Regions from separate parts of the Mus musculus genome. Here regions 2 and 3 are each linked to region 1. Evidence: chromatin contacts called from public HiChIP or PLAC-seq and promoter capture Hi-C data. All regions are on one chromosome and are shown on one strand. Each heading gives the region's core, a stretch centred on a gene start, on an enhancer-like site or on the middle of the called end of the contact. The rest is flanking DNA. Distances are from core to core; before and after follow the strand shown. Region 1 holds the start of Mtfr2 (mitochondrial fission regulator 2). Region 2 has its middle 17 kb from the start of Map7. Region 3 overlaps Pde7b (phosphodiesterase 7B).

What was found. Promoter capture Hi-C pulls out the DNA fragments that hold promoters and counts their contacts. HiChIP or PLAC-seq counts read pairs in DNA pulled down with a chosen protein or histone mark.
Region 2: an H3K27ac HiChIP or PLAC-seq map of embryonic stem cells shows a contact between it and region 1, with 5 read pairs. The contact joins the enhancer-like site here to the promoter of Mtfr2 in region 1. A contact is called at or near these places in 5 of 39 promoter capture datasets (the HPC-7 cell line, HPC-7-derived erythroid cells, cranial neural crest and 2 more), 5 of 115 datasets of contacts at active chromatin or transcription factors (effector CD8 T cells, embryonic stem cells, memory CD8 T cells and 1 more) and 3 of 9 other capture datasets (adipose tissue, liver and pancreatic islet).
Region 3: a promoter capture Hi-C map of the C10 cell line shows a contact between it and region 1, with 2.8 times the contacts expected there. The contact joins the enhancer-like site here to the promoter of Mtfr2 in region 1. A contact is called at or near these places in 4 of 39 promoter capture datasets (the 3T3-L1 cell line, the C10 cell line and liver), 3 of 484 Hi-C or Micro-C datasets (the Ba/F3 cell line and the G1E-ER4 cell line), 1 of 115 datasets of contacts at active chromatin or transcription factors (bone marrow-derived macrophages) and 1 of 9 other capture datasets (adipose tissue).

The regions. Positions count from the first base shown.
Region 1 is chr10:20,346,024-20,350,461 of GRCm38.p6, forward strand. It overlaps Mtfr2 (mitochondrial fission regulator 2), which reads left to right and starts at 1,796. Exons shown (of 7, transcript NM_027930.3): 1 at 1,796-1,900; 2 at 2,312-2,412. The coding sequence starts at 1,888.
Region 2 is chr10:20,151,453-20,155,890 of GRCm38.p6, forward strand. It overlaps a transcript of Map7 not described here. Among named protein-coding and RNA genes, the nearest start is that of Map7, 17 kb to the right of the region's middle. Within about 2 kb of position 2,284, at least 14 of the 459 cell types and tissues checked have an H3K27ac peak or open chromatin away from gene starts, as enhancers often do. A contact at or near this core is called in embryonic stem cells, where this site is marked.
Region 3 is chr10:20,503,359-20,507,796 of GRCm38.p6, forward strand. The region is part of intron 1 of Pde7b (phosphodiesterase 7B); the gene reads right to left. Among named protein-coding and RNA genes, the nearest start is that of Pde7b, 43 kb to the right of the region's middle. Within about 2 kb of position 2,378, at least 43 of the 459 cell types and tissues checked have an H3K27ac peak or open chromatin away from gene starts, as enhancers often do. A contact at or near this core is called in adipose tissue and bone marrow-derived macrophages, where this site is marked.

The sequences.
Region 1 (4,438 bases), core at 546-3,045:
GCTGCTTTCTTTGGAACACTCTGCATGGCAGGATAGAGGTGATCAGAAGGAAGAAGTAGAAAAAAAATAGATGGAAGGTGCAATTCAGGAACAGATGGAGAAGGGATAAATACTAAATATTTGAAAAAGCTGTAAGGAATAATTTTATATTTACTAAGTTTGCATATGATATAGTAAGTATGTGCATGCATACCTATATAGTTTAAATGAAATTATGCCACTTGGAGCGATAATGCTCTGCATTAGAGCCATAGTGGGGGAAAAAAAAATCCAGTACTGGATATGAGAAACTTAAGTTGTTGGTCATTTGAATCTAAGAGACTCCAAAAACAGTTTATGCTATTGCTGGCACCCGCGGTGGCTTCTCAGAAGACATCACACACACACTTAGGACAGACTTGGAGGAACTGTGTTGATCTGATCCTTAAATGAGGGAAAGGCAGCATTTCAAAGCCAACTTTCTTTAATTTCCGATCATGTCCCAAAACATTAATAACAAACCAAAACAACCAAAAACCAAAAAACACATTTCTCCAGAGAGTTTATACAGTCTTGGTTGTTTCTTTTCAGAAATGCTGTATTATTTTTTATTTTTTATTTTTGGTTTTTTTGAGACAGGGTTTCTCTGTGTGGCCCTGGCTGTCCTGGAACTCACTCTGTTAACCAGGCTGGCCTCGAACCCAGAAATCCACCTGCCTCTGCCTCCCAAGTACTGGGATTAAAGGCGTGCACCACCATGCCCAGCCTTATTATTTTTTAAGAATATACATATATTCATATATATATGTTATATATATACATATATTTATATATATGTAATTTGTTTTTGTTTTTTGTTTTGTTTGGTTTTTTGAGACAGGGTTTCTCTGTATAGCCCTGGCTGTCCTGGAACTCACTTTGTAGACTAGGCTGGCCTCGAACTCAGAAATCCGCCTGTCTCTGCCTCCGAGTGCTGGGATTAAAGGCATGCGCCAACCACTCCCAGCAATTGTTAAGATTATTAAAACATTCCTAAGAAAGGAAAAGAAAATGTAAGAATTTCAAAACTTAATGCTCATGTCCTCATGACATGCCAAATCTTTAGTTATTTAACTGAGGTTTTGTAATTAAATACATTACTACAATTAAATATCAATTTGTGAATTGGGTTGTGGTGAGTATAGCTATGACCAGTGTATATAACTCTGCTTTCCATAATCTCTTACTGTCAATACAAAACAAGGGTTTTTTGGTTTTGTTTTGGTTTTGATTAATTAAAGCTTTTTTGCTTTTCATTAGCTTTCAAAAGTTTGAAAGGTAAAGGTGTAAAAAAGCCTTAGGGTCAGCGAGATGGCTCAAGCAGCCTGCTACCAAACCTGAGGTCTCAAGTTCTATCCGTGGATCCTACACAAATTGTCCTTTGGCTTTGAAACAGGTACTTTGGCATGTGCATGTGTAGCGTGCACACACTAAGACATGTAAACAACTAGACTGGACAGTGTGGCTCAACATGAGTAATCCCAGCATTTAGCATAACGGCTAGATATTTTCGCAGAATGACTAAACAATTACAAGTGGGCGGATTCTTTGTTGAATGTTGGGAAGGCTTGACACCTTACTGGCAAAGGACTGAGTGAAGCACAAGTTGCAAAGGCAGAAGACACAATTCCGAATGCTGGGGGCACGGTGCGCATGCGCCTTTCGAATGCGCCTATTGGCTCTTACCCTTCCAATCACCGGCGGCGTCCTCCGGCGGCGTCCAATAGGGATAGACTCCGAACTCCGGCCCGCGAAGCTTGATATTCCAGGCTGGGGTCGAGTCGGAAGCGGCGAGCGATTCCGGGAAGAAGCTACTCTGCGGCTGTAGGTCGCGTCCGGAGAGTTTCCCCGGCCGCCTGGCGCCGTGCAATGCCGCGGGATGGTGAGTGGCACGGGCTCCGTTAGGCCTCGGCTTCCGGTCGGTGGCCGGTGACGGACGGACGGACGGAAGCGCGGGCGGGTGGCGTTCCTCGCGGGGTGAAGAGAGCGGCTGGGCGGTTCTCTCCAGGGGCAGCAGAGCTCCAGGGATGGTGATCTTGGCTGTCGCACATTTGCTTGTCAATCCCTTTACACACACACACACACACACACACACACACACACACACACACACGGTAAGATAGCAATGGAATTTAGTAAAGTGCTCTTTCTTTCCTTTTAAGTCTCTCTTCAAAATAATAGCTCTCCAGGAGCAATCACTTGATGGTGTCATGAAAGGTCTCTGTGGTTTCCTTAGTGCGGTCTATGTAGCAGTTACCTGTCAAGAGTAATAATTGATAACTTCTCTTCTAAGGTACCAACGAACAGCGTTTTCTTGAACTTCCTTCACCAATGTCTTTCATTCTAAATATATTAAGAAACGTGCTGGAATATTTTGGTGTTCCCGTAGACCAGGTAAAAGTCTTTTATTAATTTTGCTAACTTTATTTTTGGGTCTCGTTATTGTCGTTGCTTTGAGACAGGATATGGTGCAGCTTAGGCTAAAAGTCTGGATTTTGCTGCTATTCTTGGGTCGTTTTTGTTCTTTGAGCCAGGCAGGGCACTATGCAGTTCAGGCGTTCCTTGAGCTCCTGATCCCCCCCCCCTACCAATGGGAGGAAGTTAGGACAGAAACTCAAAACAAAGCAGGAACCTGGAGGCAGGAGCTGATGGAGGAATGCTGATAACTGACTTGTTCCACCAGCTTTCTTATAAAAATTAGGGCCACCTGCTCAGGGGTGTTACCACCCACCACCACCTACCAATGGCTGATTACAGATGGACAGTGTGCCATTTTGAACATGTTCTCTGCCCTGATTAGTTTTTATTGTCAACTCGGTATTAGAGTCTTATGGGGAGAGGAACCTCAAGAAATAGCTTAGATTACGTTGGCTTGTGGCCCTGTCTCTAAGTGAGTGTCCTTACTGTTCATAGTTGTGGTAGGGCCCAGCCCTGTGGAGGATACCATTCTTGGGATAATGAGTTCTGAGCTGTATAAGAAAGCTAGTTGAGCCTGAGCCAGGGTTTCTGCTTCTATTCCTGCCTGACTTCCCTCAATGATGATGAATCGTGACTGGCTAGTTTCATTTCAACTTGACACAAACTGTAATGATCTGAGAAGAGGGAACCCTGATTGAGAAATTGCCTTCCAAAAGTCAGGCTATAGGCTAGTCTGTAGAGCATTTTCTTTTTTTTTTTTTTTTTAAAGGGTAGCCAGTCATACTTTTTTTTTTTTTTTTTTTTTTTTTTTAAGATTTATTTATTTTATATGTAAGTACACTGTAGCTGTCTTCAGACACTCCAGAAGAGGGAATCAGATCTCGTTAGGATGGTTGCGAGCCACCATGTGGTTGCTGGGATTTGAACTCCAGACCTTTGGAAGAGCAGTCTGGAAGAGCAGTCGGGTGCTCTTACCCACTGAGCCATCTCACCAGCCCCGAGCATTTTCTTAATTAGTGATTGATGTGGGAGAGCCCAGCCCATTGTGGGTGGTAACACCCCTGAGCAGGTGGCCCTAATTTTTATAAGAAAGCTGGTGGAACAAGTCAGTTATCAGCATTCCTCCATCAGCTCCTGCCTCCAGGTTCCTGCTTTGTTTTGAGTTTCTGTCCTAACTTCCTCCCATGATGACATTTTTTCCTCCCCACGTTGCTTTTGGTCATGATGCTTCTCATAGCAGCAGATAGAAAACAGCAAAGTCACACCATGTGTGTTAGTACAGGCCTCAGTTGTTAGAGAGACTGAGACAGAGGGATCTACATTTCAGGGTCACCTTAGGCTACAGAGTGAGTTGAAGACCTTCTTGGGCAGCTTAGTGAGACTCCATCTCAAAGTCAAAGGGCATGAAGTAGGGCTAGGATATAAGATACGTGGCTCTGTGGTAGAACACTTGCCCAGTATGAGCAAGGCTCCCAAGGTCAATCCCAAATTCCGGAAAGAAAGCCTCTGTGTAAACATTGCAGTCTTTGTTTCGGTGTGAGAAGGATGAGTCTGCAGTAGTGCACCGTTGATAGTGTGGTATTCATAGGGGTCCTTTACTCTCTCAGTCAGAGCCCAAGAAGACACAGAGGATCACCACATAGTTAGGGTTGTTATCCTTGTTCTCATATGGCTCACTATTTGTAAAAGTCTTTTGCATTTGGGAGGCTGAGGCAGGTTGGTCTCTGTGAATTTGAGGCCAGACTGAAAATAAAATTATTTTATTGCTTCTTCATAGCTGTAATTTTACTACTGTTATGAATCTAATGTAAATATCTTATGTGTGACCCCCCCCCCCAAAAAAAAAAAACAATTGACACCCGCTGGTTGAGAACCACTGGTTAGAGTTTCAGAATAGCCAGGGCTACGTAGACCCTATCTCAAAAACACAAACACATGCAAAATAATGAGTGGCTTACAAAATGGTAAATTATCCGTAAAGATGGTGGAATGAATTAGAAAA
Region 2 (4,438 bases), core at 1,034-3,533, 190 kb before region 1:
GGGCATCAGATCCCATTACAGATGGTTGTGAGCCACCATGTGGTTGCTGGGAATTGAACTCAGGACCTCTGGAAGAGCAGTCAGTGCTCTTAAATGCTATGCCATCTCTCCGGCCCCCCAATTTATTATTTTTAAATCATAGGTTTATATGGAATTTATTGAATGAGAGGGGTACCTAAGCCTGTGTTTTATTGCCACCAAGAAGTAAGAGTTACCACCTCAAAATGCCACTTTTTTTTTCCTTTGTCTTTTTTGCTTGAGATGGGGATCTTGCCATGTATTCCTGGAGTCCTCCTGCCGAGCTCGCCACCTCAGCCTCCTAAGTCCCAGATTCCCTGTGTGTCCTCTTTCTCAGCCACAAACAGCAACTTCTTTCCTGACGCATTCCCTTTGTATTCCTTTTGTATATAATTACTTTGAGGTAGAATCCAACCTTGAGTGGTTCTTAAATTATGTCCTTGTGCTAAGGCTGTATTTCAAGACTTGAGGTTAAAATCTCGGGTTATTACAGAAACAATACCTGTGATATGTTCAAGATTAAAGGCCTATGTTTGTGTATGTATAGGACTCAAATAGAGTGAACTTTGGCAGCATAGTATGTATTTAAAGGGTACTATATCAATGCAACATTCAGAAAACAGTTCTGCAGATATGTTTAGCTTTTGCTCAAGGGTTGTGATGATGTTATAATTTTTACAATTATATTATTTTTTAAAAAGTCATTTTTCTTGAGGTAGAACCATTCTCTTGGTTTACGGGGGTATTTTCCTTGTCCATAGTCAAAGGGAAGCAAGAACTAGAAAATGCTGTTGTCTTAGAAACAGATTTGTGTTTCACCACTAGAGGATGTCAAGTCCTTTTTATTAGAATATTATTTTGAGCAAATTCCTAGGTCATCACATCACAAAACTAGGAGCTGGAATTCTGTGTGTCACCTAGTATGATTCCAAGCTATGGAAATCAGCTACACAGAGCAAATCCCATTTGCCAACCTCCTTTAAAAAGACCACAGAGCTAAAGTTTCATGCTGCTTTTGATTAATCTGTGATGCCCAAAGTCTGATGTGCAAGGAATAAATTAATGCCCATATGTTTTGGTGAGATCTGTTGCCATTCTATTGGAAGATATTACTTACAACCTAGAATGGAGTTTGTTTGTTGTTGTTGTTTTTAAAAATCAGGATTCTTGGTGGAAAGACTTAGACTCCCCCCCTCCCCCTTTTTTTTAACATTTATTTATTTTATGTATATGAGTACACTGTCACTGTCTTCAGATATACCAGAAGAGGCCATCAGATCCTATTACAGATGGTTGTGAGCCACCATGTGGGTGCTGGGAATTGGAACTTGGGACCTCTAGAAGAGCAGTCACTGCTCTTAACCACTGAGCCATCTCTCCAGCCCAGACTTAGACTTTCTTACTGTGGTCATGTATCTTGTATGAAATTTTCCAGAGTAAAAAGTGATCTTTATTTAAGCCAGAAGGGCCTCTGTTGTCCCCAAATAAGCATAGAAAGTAGACACTCAGGTTGTGCTTATGCTGTGACGTAAGCCCCTCCCTATTGAAATTCAGATCCTAGAAGCTAGAATTGCTGCTGCTTCAGGGGGCAAACTTCACATCTCGCTAAGTCAGTGGTTCTCTCCTGAGAACCACTGGTAAGTTGAAGAGAAGTCAGCTGTTGTCATAGCTTAGGTATGTGTGTGAAACGCAAATTTACACTGGCATGGTCTCTAAAGAATTCACACACTTGTGTCATGATACCTGAAAACAAATTATTCGAAGAGCTTTAAAAAACATACTCAAGTCTTGTTAGTACAAGAACTAAAGACATCGAGGCTTAGACTAATTTAACCAAGAATGTGTACTTTCCATGGGTTATTAAAATGACGGAGTTTGGAAGGTTGATGAATATGATCTTTGAGTTTAGTAAGGAAATCCACAGGCCAATGTGTACGGGTCGTGAGGGTTCAGTGGAGGAAGGATGGACCACTCTGGCTGTGGTCATCCCGGAGCACCTGCTGCAGCTAGCACTTAACCGCCAAACAACAGGGAGTGATGTGTGGTCAGAGGGAGGAGGAGGGGAAATAAAGGCATACAGGAGAGGAGCTAAAGTTTCTTGACAGGACAAATGTGAAAGGCTCAAAGTGAGTGTTCAGGGAAATCAGTTAGGCATGATGGATATGTTGAGGCCAAAGGTCAAGCCAAGAGGCTAGAACAGTATTGTTGGAGCAGGAAGGCTTGTCTTGATAAAGCTTTGTTAATCAGAATTAAAGAGCTGGGTTGCACAATTAGCACAAACACACCCTCTCCTAGGGAGGTCCTTTTCCTCCTACCCTGCCCATTTGGGACAGCTGTGCTTGAGTTCGGGAGGTGCCGGTTTGCTCTGGAACCTGGAAGGAGAGCTTCTTTTCAGAGCAGCTGTGTAGACCAGATGGAGGAAGAAAGGAGAGAGAGTTTGGTCTCCAGACTTAACTCTGAGGTCCCTGGATAGAGCTAGGTAGGCACTGGCCTGTCAGTGGGTATAAAAAAAGGAGGCCGGTTTGGGACTCTGAGATGTCAGAGGATCACAGGTAAAAAGAAGACACAAGGCGATCCACTTTTAATTGGTTCATTAGTTTAAGCTTGACCCGAACATATTAGTGAGTACAACTGAGTAAAAGAAAAGGTGGAAAAGTGTCAGTAGTGATGCCAGATAGTTAACTGGTGAACCTGCAGGAACAGACACGAGGTCAGGTCTGAAGGCCACTCCAGGAAAGATCAGAAAGAAAAACTGCAGACAGGATAGACAACCATTCAAAATGGAGGAGGGACAGACAGCCAAGTCAGAGAAGTGAGAGATGCCCAAGAGGGACAAAAAGGTCAAACATTCCAAAACTGAAATGATATTTTAAAGCCATTACTTTGGATTGAGGTTTCCACTGGTTTCTCCTAGCAGAGGAATTTCAGTTGGTCCAAGAGTTGGGGGCACATCCTTTATAATAATGATTAATAGATTGAGCATTGGAAAGATGAGATAGCCCAGTAGACCGTTCCATAAAAGTTGCCAGAAAAAAAAAATCAATACATTAGAAATTCTCGAATAAGTAGAGGTGGGTTTTTTGTTTTTGGTTTTTTTGTTTTTTGTTTTGTTTTGTTTTGTTTTTTCTGAGACAGGGTTTCTCTGTATAGCCCTGGCTGTCCTGGAACTCACTTTGTAGACCAGGCTGGCCTCGAACTCAGAAATCTGCCTGCCTCTGCCTCCCGAGTGTTGGGATTTAAGGCATGCCCGGCTAGTAAAGGAGTTTTTAATTGTTTTTTAAATGTGTTGTTTCAGTAGACTGTCAACGTAGCTATAGATGTATAACCATCACTGTCGATAGGGCTTAGAGTCTTGTCTTCCAGAGCTCCCTCTGGCTCATTTCCCACCCACTGATCTATTTTCCATCTTTGCTTTGACTTTTCCCAGAGTCTTAAGTGGAAGCATACCATGTAACCTTTGCAGGGGTGCCGCCCCCCGCCCCCACAGCCTAATGTATTTGAGATCTGAGCACACCGTGATGTGCATTGGTAGTTCCCTGCCCTAGCACCTAGTGCTTCCCTGTCCCCAACTTAAGGACGTCCAGTCACTCCTAGGTTTGGGTAGGAGAAACAACTGTTGCAAATATTCGTATGTTGGTTTTTACGTCACTGGTTTCATTTATGGCAGATACTTACATTGTTGTCTCCAATGTGATTGTGTAAGACGTTGCCACTTCTAGGGTGGCTGTACACCTTTTTCTGTGAGCGTCCTGTGAGATTGTTCTGCATCCTTTTCGGCCCTTGTATATTTTGTTGATTTGATGGTTTTCATTTTAGTCACTCCACTAAGTTTTTTAAGTAAGCTGTAATTGCTTCAAAGTGAGATATTTTTTGCTTGATGCTAATGCAGTCTCTGAAATGAGGTCATGTTGAGCCCAGAACCCAGGGTTCTGTTTGGTGGCTTGCTGTTCTGTGATTCTGGGAACTGAGCTCAGGGCCAGGTCCATATCAGACAAGTTCTTGATCACCAGCTATATTCCCAGCTCTAGAGTCTGTCTGACGCCCATCTTGGCTTCATCTCCTTTTCTCTTATCCCCAAGGCCTTTCTTCCTTCCTGTGCAGCCTGTGCTCTGAGATTGTGAGCCGACGCACTTTCACACAGAGGACCCGTGCCAGTGCCCTTCTCTCTCCTCTCCGGGGCATCTGTACTCTCATCCCTAGACCTGACAAGGAGCTTTTGTATTAGAATATTGTAAATAGCCTGGCGTGGTGATGCTGGCCTGCAGGGCGGGCTCCCCTCATGGTCTCCATGAGTCTACATAGTAAGTACCAGGCCAGCTAGTGAGACCCTGGATCTAGAAAAATGAAAAGAAAGCAAGCTGGGAATACTGGTTGTATATCTTGTCTTGTGATCCCATTTCTTGGGACTCACTCTGTTATC
Region 3 (4,438 bases), core at 1,128-3,627, 160 kb after region 1:
TTCAACCCTCCGACTCAGACCACACACGCTTATCTTCAATCACGGACACAAGCCTCCCTCCGAGGTATGGTATGTTAGCCACGGACTCCATGTGCTGCCTGTGTGCCACCACCAGGTGGTTTGGGATTTCCCTTCCCTTCACACAGGTCTATTCAGTTCACGAAATCACTTCACGTGAGCGTGGACTTAAATCCACCTCAACTAGAACTTTCCGAAGTCCCATTCAATTTGAGGTGGTATAAATTTGTCCACTACAAGCTTCTACATACGTTTCTGCATTCAGTCCTATGGAGGTTCATTTAACTTTTAATAAGTTGGGGTACTTGGATTTGCACCCCTCTCTCAGAGGGCAGGGGTGCTTCTTTTAAGTAGGTAACTTGGAGACAGAAGGATCTGAAACGATTTCCCAGAGGCTTTCTGATACACCTCAGTAACACTGAAGTGGGAATAGTTACAGTTTAACTTGCCAAGTCAAATAAAATTGTTACGTAAGAAATTCTGTCATACTTAGAGTGGACTGAAGGTGTGGTTACTACTGGTCTCTAGTAGGCACGTTTTCAGAAGCGATTTGTTGATACTGGAAAGACATGTCTGTTCTGTATGGGCTTATAGATTTGTAAGAAAAGGGAGAAAATATGAGTTGGGGAGGAGGGAGTCTTAGAGAGAATAAAAAGGCGAGGAGGGAGGGGGAAGGGAAGGTAATGGAAGAAAAGGTTAGTGAAGGAGAGCCAATCACAACCTGGCTGTCCCAAGCCCACCGAAGCATCTTTAATTTAGTACGCTTCATTCTAATAGGCCAGCTTGTTTACACTGTATATTTTGAGTTATTTCAAATATCTCTTCCAAACCATTGGGTTTCCAACTTCAGGGGATGCTTTCGAATGCGGCTGGAAAGTATTCCCACACAGTATCACATGGCACCAAAGATATGGAAAGAAAGAAAAGACTACAGGCATTTCAACGGCAGCTAACATGCCACAGCAGACTGCTCCATTATGCTTTCCTGAGGCCCCAAAACACCACTAGTTCAACCTCAAGACCATGCAGTGGTGTCAGATTTTCTCTTCAGGTATGTGTATGCAGACACACAGGCATGGGTTCACACTTGGGCACTTTGGGAGTCTCTGCAGGGTCCTAGCCTCATGCTGTGTTCTAGGAACAGTGCTTACACTGGGCAGAACAATGAAGCTGGGAGAACCTGTTTGTTCTTTTGGAAGGAATATTAGATTTCTTTACTCAACCTGCTGACCTCTCATGGACACTGTCTTAGTAAGGTCACTATTGAGAAGGCCTCCATTATCGATTTTTAGCAATAATTAGTAAGGGTCTCCAAACACTGTCATCTAAGTCAACATTTTCACCAAAATGCCAGTCATGGATTTGCAAATATTTCAAAAACACTTTTATTGTTTTGAAATAAAACAATAAAACAGGCCAACCCATTGTCACCAGGACATGCAAAGTATAACTCAGTTTTCTTTTTTTACATGAACGAAATCATTTTATAATCTCCATATGTTGGGAACTGATGTCACCAGTCTCTTGATTAAAGCAAGCAAGCAAGAAAGCAGGCAAACAGATCCAATGGTATAAAACTTGTTTTTGTTTTTCCCAATAATCTCTTCTTGTCTCGCAAGCCCCCTGCTGGAGAAACCTAGTCTTTTATTATTTGTTTGACAATATTCTCTACATTTGTCCCTTCTTTCCACTACTGTTACTTTCTTCATTTGATACTCTAATTACTCAAGAATTTCAAGCTTGAATTTCTCATATGTAAAACGAAAACAGTGTATGCCTGAAGACAAAAGCCAGGAAAAACTGAGTATTATTTTGAAAAAAAAGAAAAAAAAAAAGACTTTGCCTACACAAGAACCATGATTTAAACCCACTGACAGAAAAAAAAAATTTTTTTTTACAAGCATAGCAATTTCTGAACCATTAGATTCCCAATGCTACTACAAGGCAATTTCTTACCCATTTATCTTTATTGTGGTACAGGCTAAGTGCATGACTGGCCTTATGCTGACCACCACAGCCTCTTCAGAGTCGCTAATACTCGGCAGTTCTTGCCTCCCTTTCCAGATGGTCAGGAGATTAGTTTATTCATGCTTTAAATGCAGGGAGAACAGCAGAAGTTCAGATAGAGGAACGTTTGCTCCCAGCTGGCAAAGCTCTCCAGCGGGGACCGTTTGACCTCATAAGGAGCCGTAACTGCAGCAACTTAAGAGGAAACAGCAACAGCAGTGCCCATTGGGGAATGCAACTGAAAAACAGGAGGCAGGAGCTGCGTGGGGAGGGGCAGGAGTACATAAACACTTAAGGCCTCCGCATGACACCTTTGAGGGCTGCGTAATTCCCACTGACGTCAATTCCGTGCTGTGGATACTGTAAGACCACAGGAAAGAGCCTGACATTGCTTCACAGTTCCTCTCTCTCAGAGAGTGTAGTTCTCAGGCTAGCTTCGCTGGCAGCACAAGAGACTAGAGTTGCAAATTCAATGGCCCTTCTTCTCTGATAGACCATGAATCATAGACTCTGTGCCAGGCCGTCCAAACAATTCCTATTTATGCTACAGATTGAGAGCTGCTGCTGTGACCAAGGAGGGCAATAACTAGCACGCCACCAATAAACACTAAAAAATATACATTCATAAAAATGCACAAATAGGCTGAGAATTTGACTCCTACCCTTCCTCTCCTTCTTCCTGATATTATTTTGGTTGTTGAGATCAAGTCTTATGTGTCCTGGGCAGGCCTTGAACTCAGAACTGCCTCAGCCTAAGCACAGGCGCCTGCCTGCCTTGCTTTCTGTCTGTTCTATGTCTGATGCTCAGCAGCGCAAACCTCGGTAGACAGGTGTTTAAGTGGATGGAAGGGTCTTGTCATGACAAAAATTAAAAAATCTTCTATGTAGCAAATGAAGCCCTGACATGTTAGATTCCTTTGCGTGTTGGTTCTTTTTTTTCTTTTAAAAAATATTTATTTATTATATGTAAGTACACTGTAGCTGTCTTCAGGCACTCCAGAAGAGGGTATCAGATTTGGTTACAGATGGCTGTGAGCCACCACGTGGTTGCTGTGATTTGAACTCAGGACCTTTGTGGAAGAGCAGTCGGCGCTCTTAACTGCTGAGCCATCTCACCAGCCCCGCTTGTTGGTTCTTTCGGGAGGATCACTGAAATCCAGAGAACAGTGCACTGACCTGAGAGGTGATTTTTTTTTTCTTTTTCTTTTTGTAATGAGGATTAACTGTGCCACACGTAGAAAAGCCACTTCTTTTCGTTCCTTAAGAATATTGGTGCATACTTTAGGTGGGGGTAGAGAGTCTACTAATAAGTATTCTCCCTCAAAATGAATCTCAAATGAGTATTTGATTATTTAATGTTTTAATTACCCAATTGTTTTTGAAATCCTTCCAATCATGAGTCATCATCTTGAAGACTGTACTTCCTACTGTCCTTGACTGCAACTTTAGCTGTGCTCTAGGCATCGTTTTTCTCTCCCTCTCCCTTCACATTCTTCCCATTGCCCATCCCAGGCAGCTAAGCCACGACAGCCTCCCTGAAAGTGACACACTCTTCCATCTGACCCTGTCAAACTCTTGTCGCCTTACTGTCTGTCACTTTGCTGAAGCCCAGAGAACAGAATGCTGATCTGAGAAGCAACTTTTTGTAATGAGAAGTAAGTATGCCACACACATTTCCCCCTCTTTGTCCCTGTGCTGAGAGGTTCCACCTGACCTCACAGTGAGATAAACTTAAGCTACTTTTTAAACTCAGACCAAATGCCTTCTTCTGGAGGGAGCCATCTTGGACCACAAGCCCATTGTCCATTTTGCAGAGGATGCTCCTCCTCTGGGCAGGGCTCCGTCCTGGCACTTACCACATGTTACTTCTCTTTTCAACTAGAACTCATTAAAGACAGGACTCTCTCTCCACGCTGGTCCTCTCACCTCCCCTCTCTTTCTGTCTTCTCCTTCCCCCCACTTCCTTCTTTTCTTAAGACAGGGTTGCACTATGTACCCCATCTGGCCCTAATGCCTGCCTCAGCCAAGTGCACAGGTCTGTACACTGTGCCTGGCTAACAGGAGCCATTTCTTATTATTGTTTGTAAACATGGAACTTAGCTCTTCCCCTAGCACATACCAGCTGCTGAACACATGTTTATTAAGCAAAGACATGAACACATTAAAAATAAAGGCCCTAGTCCCTCCCAAGGCTGTTCCTTAGCATGGCAGTTGGATAACTCACCATGACAAACAGGTACCCACAGACCATAGGAGGCTTTGTAAGAAGAGAAAAGTGAGAGGTGAGTTCACATCTTCTGCAGACTTCAAATCGAGCCAAACCGTTTGGAAAACCCATAGAAACCCATAGAAACCCATAGAAACCCATAGAAACCGAAGATCTCTCTTTGTTCTGCTAATTCCTTCTGCTCAA